3 separate regions of the Mus musculus genome follow, and regions 2 and 3 are each linked to region 1. The links are chromatin contacts, called in public HiChIP or PLAC-seq and promoter capture Hi-C maps. All regions are on one chromosome and are shown on one strand. Each heading gives the region's core, a stretch centred on a gene start, on an enhancer-like site or on the middle of the called end of the contact. The rest is flanking DNA. Distances are from core to core; before and after follow the strand shown. Region 1 holds the start of Cpne4 (copine IV). Region 2 holds the start of Nudt16 (nudix (nucleoside diphosphate linked moiety X)-type motif 16). Region 3 overlaps Nek11 (NIMA (never in mitosis gene a)-related expressed kinase 11).

Region 1 (3,246 bases), core at 442-2,941:
TCCCAGAATGCATCCTTCTTTCCCTAGGAGGAAACCCTGAGTGTTCCTGGGAGGTCAGTCCTTCCAGCTGTAGTCTGTGTGACTCAGATGAAGCCCCAGTCTGTTCCCAGGAGTACTGTGAACACATTTCCTGCTCCAAACACCAGGACCTGTCCTTTATTGTAACCTCACAAGCCAAAGCCCCAATAATGATTAGCTTGCGCATAATCACATGACCTAAGTGTTCTCAGTCAAGGCAGACCATGGATTTGTGTGTAAGCTCCATGATACAGCTAGATTCTCTCAGGGTTATTTTTTCTAGCCTTGTAGCTAATATGGCATCTCAGAACAGCATGTGAGGCGACTGGAATAAGAAAAATGTTGATTTTCTGGAAACTGTTTCTTCTCAAAGATCTTCTCCTTTGATTTCCAGGATCATTTCTGAGCCCCCTTTGCTTTCCCCTGTCATTTCTCCTTCTCTGGCCTTTGAAACTGGGAACTGTGTAGTGGTCTAAAGCTTATAACCAAAGCCTTCACCTTACAAGAGACCTTGTTGGGTAGTACTTCAGCAAGCAGAGAGGGAGACACCTTCCTCCCTTGCCTGGTGTGCTTACCCATCATTTCTAACTCTGTGCGACCCCCAGGTGCAGAGAGATCCTTTTATTCATTTGCTTTATGGATTATAAAGTCTAATTTGATTCTGATCATGGGCATACCCAGGGTGGATTTGGTTCTCCAGTTTATCTACTTCTGCGGAGACAACTAGAAACAGCCTGACGTGCCTCCTCATTGTTTCTTTGCCTGAATGTGACTTCGAATAAATTTGTGACAGAAAAGTCATCACTTCCAAACTACCCCATAAGGGAGAGAGATGTCACTTAGCAGCACTGCAAAGCAAAACATCAAACCCCCTATTTCTTGTGTAAATGCTTTGTAGTGTGTTCAAAGTGTTTTATAATATGTGACAATGGTTACTCCCTAAATAAGACCTATAGTTTTTGGTTTGGGCTTTTTGAGACAGGGTCTCTAACCTAGGGCGGTTTCAAACTCCCTTTGTAGTTGAGGGTAACTTTGCCTTTCTGAGCCTTCTGCCTCCACCTCCCAAAGTCTGGGGTTTCAGGGATGCAATGCCATGTACAAATGTACAAATGCCTGGCTTTGTACAATGTTACGGTTTGAATGCAGAACCCTCTACATGTTAGGCCAGTGCTCTAACAACTGTGGTTCAACCCCAGCCAAAAACTTTATTTTAAAACATACATTCCCCAGGTATGGTGACGTGTTTGTATTCAGGAAAATATTCTGATATGAAGAGAAAAATAGCTGTTCACTCATTTAATCATGCATTTATTGACATGTAGGTACCAAAATAAGTATTCAATGTCACCCCCATTTTTAGTGAGAGTTGAGCGAATCAAGAAGTTTTCTTGAATGTATGCAAAAAAAAGTATAGCCCTTATTCTCTCCTCTCAGCTCTTGTGGTTTCACTGCTTTATCATAGAATAAGGAGAAATTAATCACGTGCCTCTCAGGAGCTGGTGGGAATTGCAAAGCTGAGCAGGGAATCAGGGCTGAGGGCGCGGCAGGACCATGGAGAGCGCCAGGGCCGCGACCAGGGCGGGGCGTCGCTGAGTCCCCGGAACCCCCCAGGGGGCGCTCGAGAGGAGGCTTAAGAACTAGTATCTTGCTGGGCTGCTGGGCGCAAGGGTTTCGTCAGAAGGTGGAAATCTCAGCTAGAAGCTGCCATCTCCTGGCTCTCACCCCTCCCTCCCTCCCTTCCTCCTTTCCTTCCTCCCTCACTCCTCTGCTCCCTCCCTCCTTCCCCAGTTCCTTCCTCTTTACTCAGCGAGTTCCTGAGCCCAGCAGCTCCTTCCACGCCGTTCACCCTCTCCCCCAGCCCCCAGCCCCCAGCCCCAAGAATGGAGTCGGGGTTTCCAGAGCGACCAAACTCTCCTCCCAGCATCTTTATCCTCCTCGGCTGTTGCTAAACTACCCCCAGTGGACCAAAGAGGGGGGAGGGAAGCCCGACTCTCCTAAGACCTCTTTACAACTACATCACCCAGGACCTCCACTCCAAAGGCGGATTTTGCATCCTGGGGGCGTGACAGACCTGTCCCGGGCTGAATTCTCTTTCTAGTCTCTGAGGCTGGCACACCCAGGTGAGTAGATGCTAACTCTGAGTCCTGTGTTCTTGCAAACTCGTCAGGGCTGCTGCGTAGCCAGACCAACTTTTGAGAAGCTCTGGGTTTTCGCCCAGCCTGGCTTGTTTGTCATTGCTGTTGTTCTGAACAGCGGCAGGAGCAGCAGTCCTTAAAGGCAAAAAAACTTTCAGCCAAAATACCTGCTTTTCCCGCATAACTCTACTCGCCCAGGTGGAGTGGTAGGGAGGCCCCAGGCGGGACGACAGAGGGAGGGCTAGGTTAGGCTCTGGAAGTCCTGCGGGCTTGAGGGAGGATTATTATTGTTTTAGAAATGAGAAGGGGGATGGGACCATAGTCGGGGCTGGAGTTGCTGCTTCCCATTTGACAGCAAAAAAGGTGTGGGGCATCAGTAGTGTTAGCCAATGGCTTGATCCTCTGCTGTTTGAATTCGGCTTCTGCAAGAGGTTCTAATAATATTTAACTGCGTCCATGACACCGAGGCTCACAAGTAACCCATAGTCTTGCTCGCGGCTTTATTTGGCTCGGTCTCCAACATTTTTTTCTTTTTGTTAAATGAAATAGCAGGGTGGTAAAGGAGGAACTGGAAGTACTGGGAGTCGCGTCTGACTAGAGAGCTAAAACTCGGTATCACGTACTACGAAGGATTGCTAGAACTCAATCCAAGGGAGTCAGAAAGTGGTCCACACTGAGTTGAGCTGAACAGCAATGGGTGGGAGTGGACAGAATCCAAGGAATAGTCTTAGGAAGATGAACTCCATCTTCCTCTTAGTGTAAGTGGGCTTGGGGTGGGGGTGGGGGCTAACCTCATTATGCATTCCAGATTCTACTGGGGGGGGGGGCTTCCAGGATTTAGGGAAGATTACCTATGGAGAGTCAATGAGGTGGAAGCAGGACTTGCTAGGGTGGGGATGGGCTGGAGACAGGGATAGAGTCCTGGGAAAGTTGATAAGAGATATCTGTCTCCATGCTGTGGACCCACCCGCTCCTAGAAGGTCCATGCCTCTGGAACTGAAAAGCTTCACACTTGGTCTTTGAAACTCTGCAGACCAGACCAGGAGCTTCATCTTCCTGCTGCTTTGCAGAGTTTTGCCAAGCTCAGCTCTGG
Region 2 (3,015 bases), core at 44-2,543, 560 kb after region 1:
TATGAAAAGGAGACATCGGACAAGTGGGACCTCAAGAACCTCAACACATTACCTTATCTACCTTGGAACAGAACTCTCCAGAGAAGAGCCAAGCAGAACCGGGCCTAATAATCACACCTCAGGAGAGCTTAGAGAGCCAAACTCTGTGGACAAGTGAGCCACGCTGGGTTCCAAGCTCCATCCGTGCCAATCCTTCTCCATCCTTTTCCTCACCCTTACTGGCGACGGCCTCCAGGAGGCATGCCTGGCTGTAGCAGTATTTCAAAACTCAGAACTCACACCACTGTATAGGTAGCACTTGGGTGCTCAAGAAAAATGCAAATACCCAAGTATTCCTCTGACATCCTTACCCAACTCAAGTGATTCCAATGGACTGTTCAGTCTAAACACTGTCAAAGTGTGCGCACTAATCAGTTTTAATAGCGCTCTCACTCCCAGGTTCAGGGTCACCTCTACACACAGGCGTCCCTAGCATTAGACTCACTGTCTGCTTAAGGGAAATATGAACCCAAAGTCAAGAGCTTAGGGTATCATGTGCACTAGCATAGAGCTGGAGAGACCTTTGGATGTGTGTTCTAAAAAGCTCTCTGCAGGGGCCGCTAAAGGTGGCCGAGTAGGTGGTATTATCTAGCCTGGAGATGACCAAGATCCCAACTAGTTCATGCCACTTGAAAGAATTCAAAGTCGGAGGGTCAAAATCTCCTCCACCCAGTGGCTTTTCTCGGTAAGGGGATTGGGGGAGGACAGACTGGAGCTGGAGTGGATCCCAGGCTGGTCCCACCTCCAGCCCATGGTCCTTGGCTTGAGGTGCCCTGGCTTCCACAGCCTGCAGCTGTTCCAGAGTCAGGCGCTTGGCATAGAAGTGGGCCACCACGCGCGGTCTGGCCGCGATGTGTGAGCTGCGGTAGTCAGAGCGTTCAACGCGGAAGGCAGACATCGCTTCGCCCAGCTCCTCGCGCAGTTCCCGGTTCAGCCCGTCCTCCAGGCAGCTGTCCTGCGCGTCCACGAAGCCGCCAGGGAAGCCCAGGCGCCCGTCAAAGCGCATCTGCATCTGGGGGAGGAGGGTATGATGGTTGGCCCGGGCTCGCGAGCCCTGGGGCGGGGGAGCGGCCGTGCATGACGCGTCCTCACCAGCACGGCGAAGCGCATCGGGATGCGGCCGAACAGCTTGCGGGGGTCGGGCGCGTAGAGCAGCGCATGGCAGGCGTGGCGCCAGTCCGGCCCGAGCGCCAGGGCCTCGCTGAGCTCCACTTTCCGATGCCCCTCCATCTCGAGGCTCGCACTTCCGGGTTCTTGCAGAGGCCAGCGCCTCGGGGCGGAGCTTTGCGAGACTCCGCATCAGCCAATCAGGATGGGTCTCTCAGGAGCTCCGAAGACACCCTGGATTGGCCCTTAGGCTAGGGTGGGGCTGAAGGCTTGGTAAGGTCAGGCTCAGGCCGGAGGTGTTTTGGAACCTGAGTTAGAATTTACGCAGGAGTTCTGCCAGTGCAAAGGACAACGTATTTTTTAGAAAACGGTTCTGGGTTGGTCCGTTCATAACAAAGAGTCTAGGGATGGGAGGAAGGTAGTCTGGCTTCAGAACTTATTCCTAGCCTAGCGTGATGGGGGAAAGGAGAGGTGGGTGTAACAAGTCTTGAGTGGTGGAAATGTGGGGATTGACTGATTATAAGAGGGCACAGGGACAGAGCTAACACATTTGGGGAAGGGGAGTGGCCAATGGATGTGGTTACAACAACCAACTGCATTGGCTGTGGGCTCTGGGTAGTGATGTGGCGCCTGGTACATGGAAAATGACATGGAAATGTCACAGGTCACACAGTAAGATTGGGGAGGGGTGGCTGGCTGAGGAAATAAAGCACAGAAAAGAGTGGGGAGGAGTCAGACAGGACACCCCACCACCACCACACTAGGAGTAAATTAAAATACCCTCAGAACTTTAAATTGTGAAGAAAAATAGGAAAGAGATGGGGGACACTCAATGCCTAATGCTGAGATCCTGGCATTCAGGATCCTTCACCTCAGCTAGGCTGCCCCACCTGAAGTTGAGTCCATATATCAAGAACCTGTATGTATTTAAGGAAGGGAAGAGGTGACACTCAAAGAAGATCTGACTTCAGGTCACAGCCTGGACTTGAAAGTTTGTTGTAGAGCTCAGAACTCACCCAGATACAGGCTTGTGACTTTAGTAGAAGCCACTCAACCCTCTCAGGTTCCCAGTTAAGGACCTGTTAGTGGAGGTGGAACCAGCGTAGTATGGGAGTAAAATTCTCCTCAGAGCCAGACATATGGTAAATGCAGCCATTCTTGGATTCGAGGGTGGAGGTTCGATGCTGTGTCTTATGTCAAAGATTGAGGCCAGCATCCTAAGAATAAGGGCACCATCAGGAAAAGCCTGTGGACATCTTGCCTCAGTCCCCTGAGTCGCAGGGCAGAGATGCCATTGACTGAGGCAGTCACATCATGGTGAGTTAGGTGCGATACAGATGCCATTACTCAGATAACATCCAAGGGACAGGCAAATCATCCTGGTCAAACATTATCACCTGGCAACAAGAAGGAGAAGGAGGAGGAGGAGGAGGAGGAAGAGGAAGAAGAGAAGAAGAAGAAGAAGAAGAAGAAGAAGAAGAAGAAGAAGAAGAAGAAGAAGAAGAAGAAGAAAGAAGCTTATAAAACCCTTCATATCTTCCAATTCCAGAGCCCCACCCCAGGCCAATTTCAAGAAAAAATTCCTGGTGGTAGTAAGAGGACACGGTGGTTCTTTTGTTTTGTTTTCTGGATGTGTGCAGTGTATGTGCATGTACAAATGTATGTGTGTTCAAAAGACACGTAGGCTCATGTTCACATGTGTGTGGAGGCCAGAGGTCAATTCTGAGTGTCTCTGGGTGTCTCTCTCTACTGCCAGCCCCCCTTATTTTTTGAAAGTGACTAATGCACTGAGCTCACTAACGGTCTACAATATCTGGTCAGTAAACTCTGGGGATCCCCCGTCTCCCCTTCTCCCAGTGCTAGAGTTAC
Region 3 (2,997 bases), core at 274-2,773, 680 kb after region 1:
CAAAGGCTCTCAGAAGCTTCGCTGGAGGGTGAGGGAGGAGGAAGGTGCTTTTGGAGCCCCACCCCACTCTATCTTTTCTCTTGCATGCTCTAAGTTTACCTGTCAGATGTTGTAGTTTGGATATTAAATGTCCCTCAGAGGTCTATGTGTTGGAGGCTTGGTCCCAACCCATAACTTAATAGAAAGGAATTTTTAGTCTACAGATTCTGTTGACAGATCTCAGGTCACTGAAGGCTTGTTCCCCCAAGGACACAGTGGTTCCATGGTCTCTTCCTTTCTCTTCCAAGTTCTTACCGTAGGGTAAATAGCCCTGTCGAGTGTCCCCAATATGATGTGCTGACTCACCGTGGATCCCAAACCACAACGGAAACAACTGGCCACAGGCTGAACTTTCCCAAATTGTGAGACAAAGTAAAAAGAAAAGTCCTTGTGAGTTGACCATTCCAAGTGCTGATGACAACAGTATGGCAGTTTGAATAGTAATGGCCAACACAGGCTCAAATACTTAAATGTGTGGTTATAAGGGAGAGATGCTACTTGACAAAGATTGGGAGGCTTGGCTTTGTTGGGGTGGGTGTGGCCTTGCTAGAGGGAGTGCTGAGGTTTGAAATGCTCAAGCCAGGCCCAGAGTCTTGTTCCTCCTGCTGCCTGATGATCTGGACGCAGGACTCAGCTCCATCCCCAGCACCGTTCCTGCCTGCGTTATTCTGTGCTTTCTGCCATGACTAATGGACTCAAATTCTGGAACTGTGAACCAGCCCCAGTTCAATATTGTCCTTTATGAGAGTTGCCACGGTCATGGTGTCTCTTCACAGCAACAGAACACTGAGACAGACAGAGAGCCAGGGAGCACATTTTCATACTAAACCTTATAGCCCCATCCTGCAGACCCATCAAGTTCAAGGCCTCAGCCAAAGTTACCCTAGAGTGTGGTGCAACTCCTTAGCAGACTTGGATTTTCTAGGTGCTTCTGCTGGCTGCCGGGGGCAGTTATCTAGCTGACATGTGGGCTGAATCATTATCAGTACATAAAGGCACTGATAGACAGAACAGCTAGAGACAAACACTCCCCAGAGAGAGAGATAGCCTGTCTGATAGACTCCATCATAGTTAATATGTTTCCTAAACCCTCATCCTTCATTCTCTCCATAGCCAATGGGGCACTCGACGTCCCACCCGTGGATAGCACACAACTTCGCCCACACAACCTGAAGAAAAAGGCTCCAAAACTTTGCTGACTGAGAAAGGGTATTTTATCAATTTCTAAACTTCAAGCTAGTGTTGGTTTATTGTTTGTTTTCAGTTTTTGTAAGCCATCTGTCCCCTGCTGTGAACCAGGAGATGGTTCATCTGGGCTGTTTGGTGAATCACCAGCCGGGCCTGAGACTATTCTCAGGGTGTCCCAGTTCCTGAAGGCGGCCATTAGAATTACTCACCAAGTTCAGAAGCCGTGGAGAATAAAGGGTCCCCTGCAATAAAGGCAGCTGTCATTTCTTCTCTTGGTGAACCTGCCTTTTACTGACACTGTGGGTCCATTGTGGAAGTCCCAGAGAGGCAGTTATTCCACACAACAAATGGCTGCTGCCTCTGTATTTCATTACAAAGAGCCCTTTTCTGGGCCCGTGGGAAGGGATTGCAATTTTCAATCACTGTAACATTTAGTGGGGCTGGTGCTTGCAGCTGCACATTTGCTAAGGGACAATTTAGACTGATGTACAGTCCAGTGGAGGATGTGGAGGCCTCCAGTGACATGAGCACACTCATAGGCTGAGGGACAAATGCACAGTCCATATAGTTTTTAACAGCCAGCTCTGCAGAGCTCCTGTCTCACACCTCCATGGTCTTCCACAGTGGACTGCAAATCTTGCTGAAACACCAACTCCTTCAGTGAGCCCTCACTGCCAACAGAACTCAGCACAGGAATCTCAGTATGGCTTTCTGTCTGCTTTCCGGGGCTGGCCCCCTAATAAAGAATTTGATAGCTTTCCTTTACAGACACAGTTAAAAGGGCCTTTGTTTGGATGACCCCTGGTCCAGGCAGAGACAGGTGTATGTGTGTGTGTGTGTGTTTGTGTGAGTGTGTGTGTGTGTATGCGTGCGCAAGCGTGTGCGTATGAGTGTGCATGTGTATGTATGCTGGAGGGGGTATGCTCTACCATTGAGCTTCATCCCTAGTCCTGGTTTATTTTTCTAGTTCCTGGCAGACAACTTGACTTTGTAACCTGAATTCTGTGTTTTTCTCTGCCCTTGTCTCCTGTGTTCCAAATTCATTTCTTTAGTGTGCTACTCCTTCTAGAATTTTTCTATCAGAATTGTAGCCACCAGCCAATGCGGCTACTTAAATTACAATTATTAAAATTAAACGACAAATTCAGTCACATCAGCTACATTCCATGAGCTCAGTGGTCACATGACAGGGTTTGAGGCTCTTTCCACGAGTGCCATGCTATAGAATGTCTGTTCTCTCCCGCTCGCCCTGCTGGTCTACGGCCCACAGTTTCATCCCTGGGATGTGTTTGCTTTACCTCTCTCACCCTCTGCTCCTACCCAGCCAGCACAGCATCCCCCTTCATCACCAGTTCCCACCCCTGCAGAAGAATAGAAAACCCCAGGCCCCACATGAGACTTAGAGGGAGGGAAATGTGACTCCATCCCATGGCAGCCCTGGACCAGAGCCACACTGAAGAACTTTCCTCATGGAACCCACATGCCTATGAGATGGCTTCCCTTTGCAGAGTACGTACATGGAGATCTTTGGGTTCAGTCCCACCCTCCACCTCAGGGAAAAGTGCCCCATGGGCCACCCAAGTCCCACTGGAAGCCACCTGCCACATGGCGTAACAATGATCGTGTGTGTCTTGTCAAACTATCAGCAACTGCACACTGAACTAAACATCAAATAGAGACGATGCATTTCCAGTGTTGGGGGTGGGAGCTGCTAACAGCTGCTTGGTTTTATCTCTCTTCCATTCTTTCCTCTCTGGGTGCTATAATGAG

What was found. Promoter capture Hi-C pulls out the DNA fragments that hold promoters and counts their contacts. HiChIP or PLAC-seq counts read pairs in DNA pulled down with a chosen protein or histone mark.
Region 2: a contact with region 1 is called in a promoter capture Hi-C map of hippocampal neurons, with 8 times the contacts expected there. The contact joins the promoter of Nudt16 here to the promoter of Cpne4 in region 1. A contact is called at or near these places in 4 of 39 promoter capture datasets (the C10 cell line, cranial neural crest, embryonic stem cells and 1 more), 11 of 115 datasets of contacts at active chromatin or transcription factors (astrocytes, embryonic forebrain, embryonic midbrain and 7 more) and 2 of 9 other capture datasets (adipose tissue and macrophages).
Region 3: an H3K4me3 HiChIP or PLAC-seq map of embryonic forebrain shows a contact between it and region 1, with 8 times the contacts expected there. The contact joins the enhancer-like site here to the promoter of Cpne4 in region 1. A contact is called at or near these places in 1 of 484 Hi-C or Micro-C datasets (cortical neurons), 3 of 115 datasets of contacts at active chromatin or transcription factors (embryonic basal ganglia, embryonic forebrain and stem cell-derived neural progenitor cells) and 4 of 9 other capture datasets (adipose tissue, embryonic stem cells, liver and 1 more).

The regions. Positions count from the first base shown.
Region 1 is chr9:104,567,964-104,571,209 of GRCm38.p6, forward strand. Cpne4 (copine IV) reads left to right here and starts at 1,692. Exons shown (of 16, transcript NM_028719.3): 1 at 1,692-2,138.
Region 2 is chr9:105,130,512-105,133,526 of GRCm38.p6, forward strand. It overlaps Nudt16 (nudix (nucleoside diphosphate linked moiety X)-type motif 16), which reads right to left and starts at 1,294. Exons shown (of 3, transcript NM_029385.2): 1 at 1,132-1,294; 2 at 782-1,051. The coding sequence starts at 1,269.
Region 3 is chr9:105,251,113-105,254,109 of GRCm38.p6, forward strand. All of the region lies in intron 12 of Nek11 (NIMA (never in mitosis gene a)-related expressed kinase 11), which reads right to left. Among named protein-coding and RNA genes, the nearest start is that of Nudt16l2, 110 kb to the left of the region's middle. Within about 2 kb of position 1,524, at least 20 of the 459 cell types and tissues checked have an H3K27ac peak or open chromatin away from gene starts, as enhancers often do. A contact at or near this core is called in cortical neurons and embryonic forebrain, where this site is marked.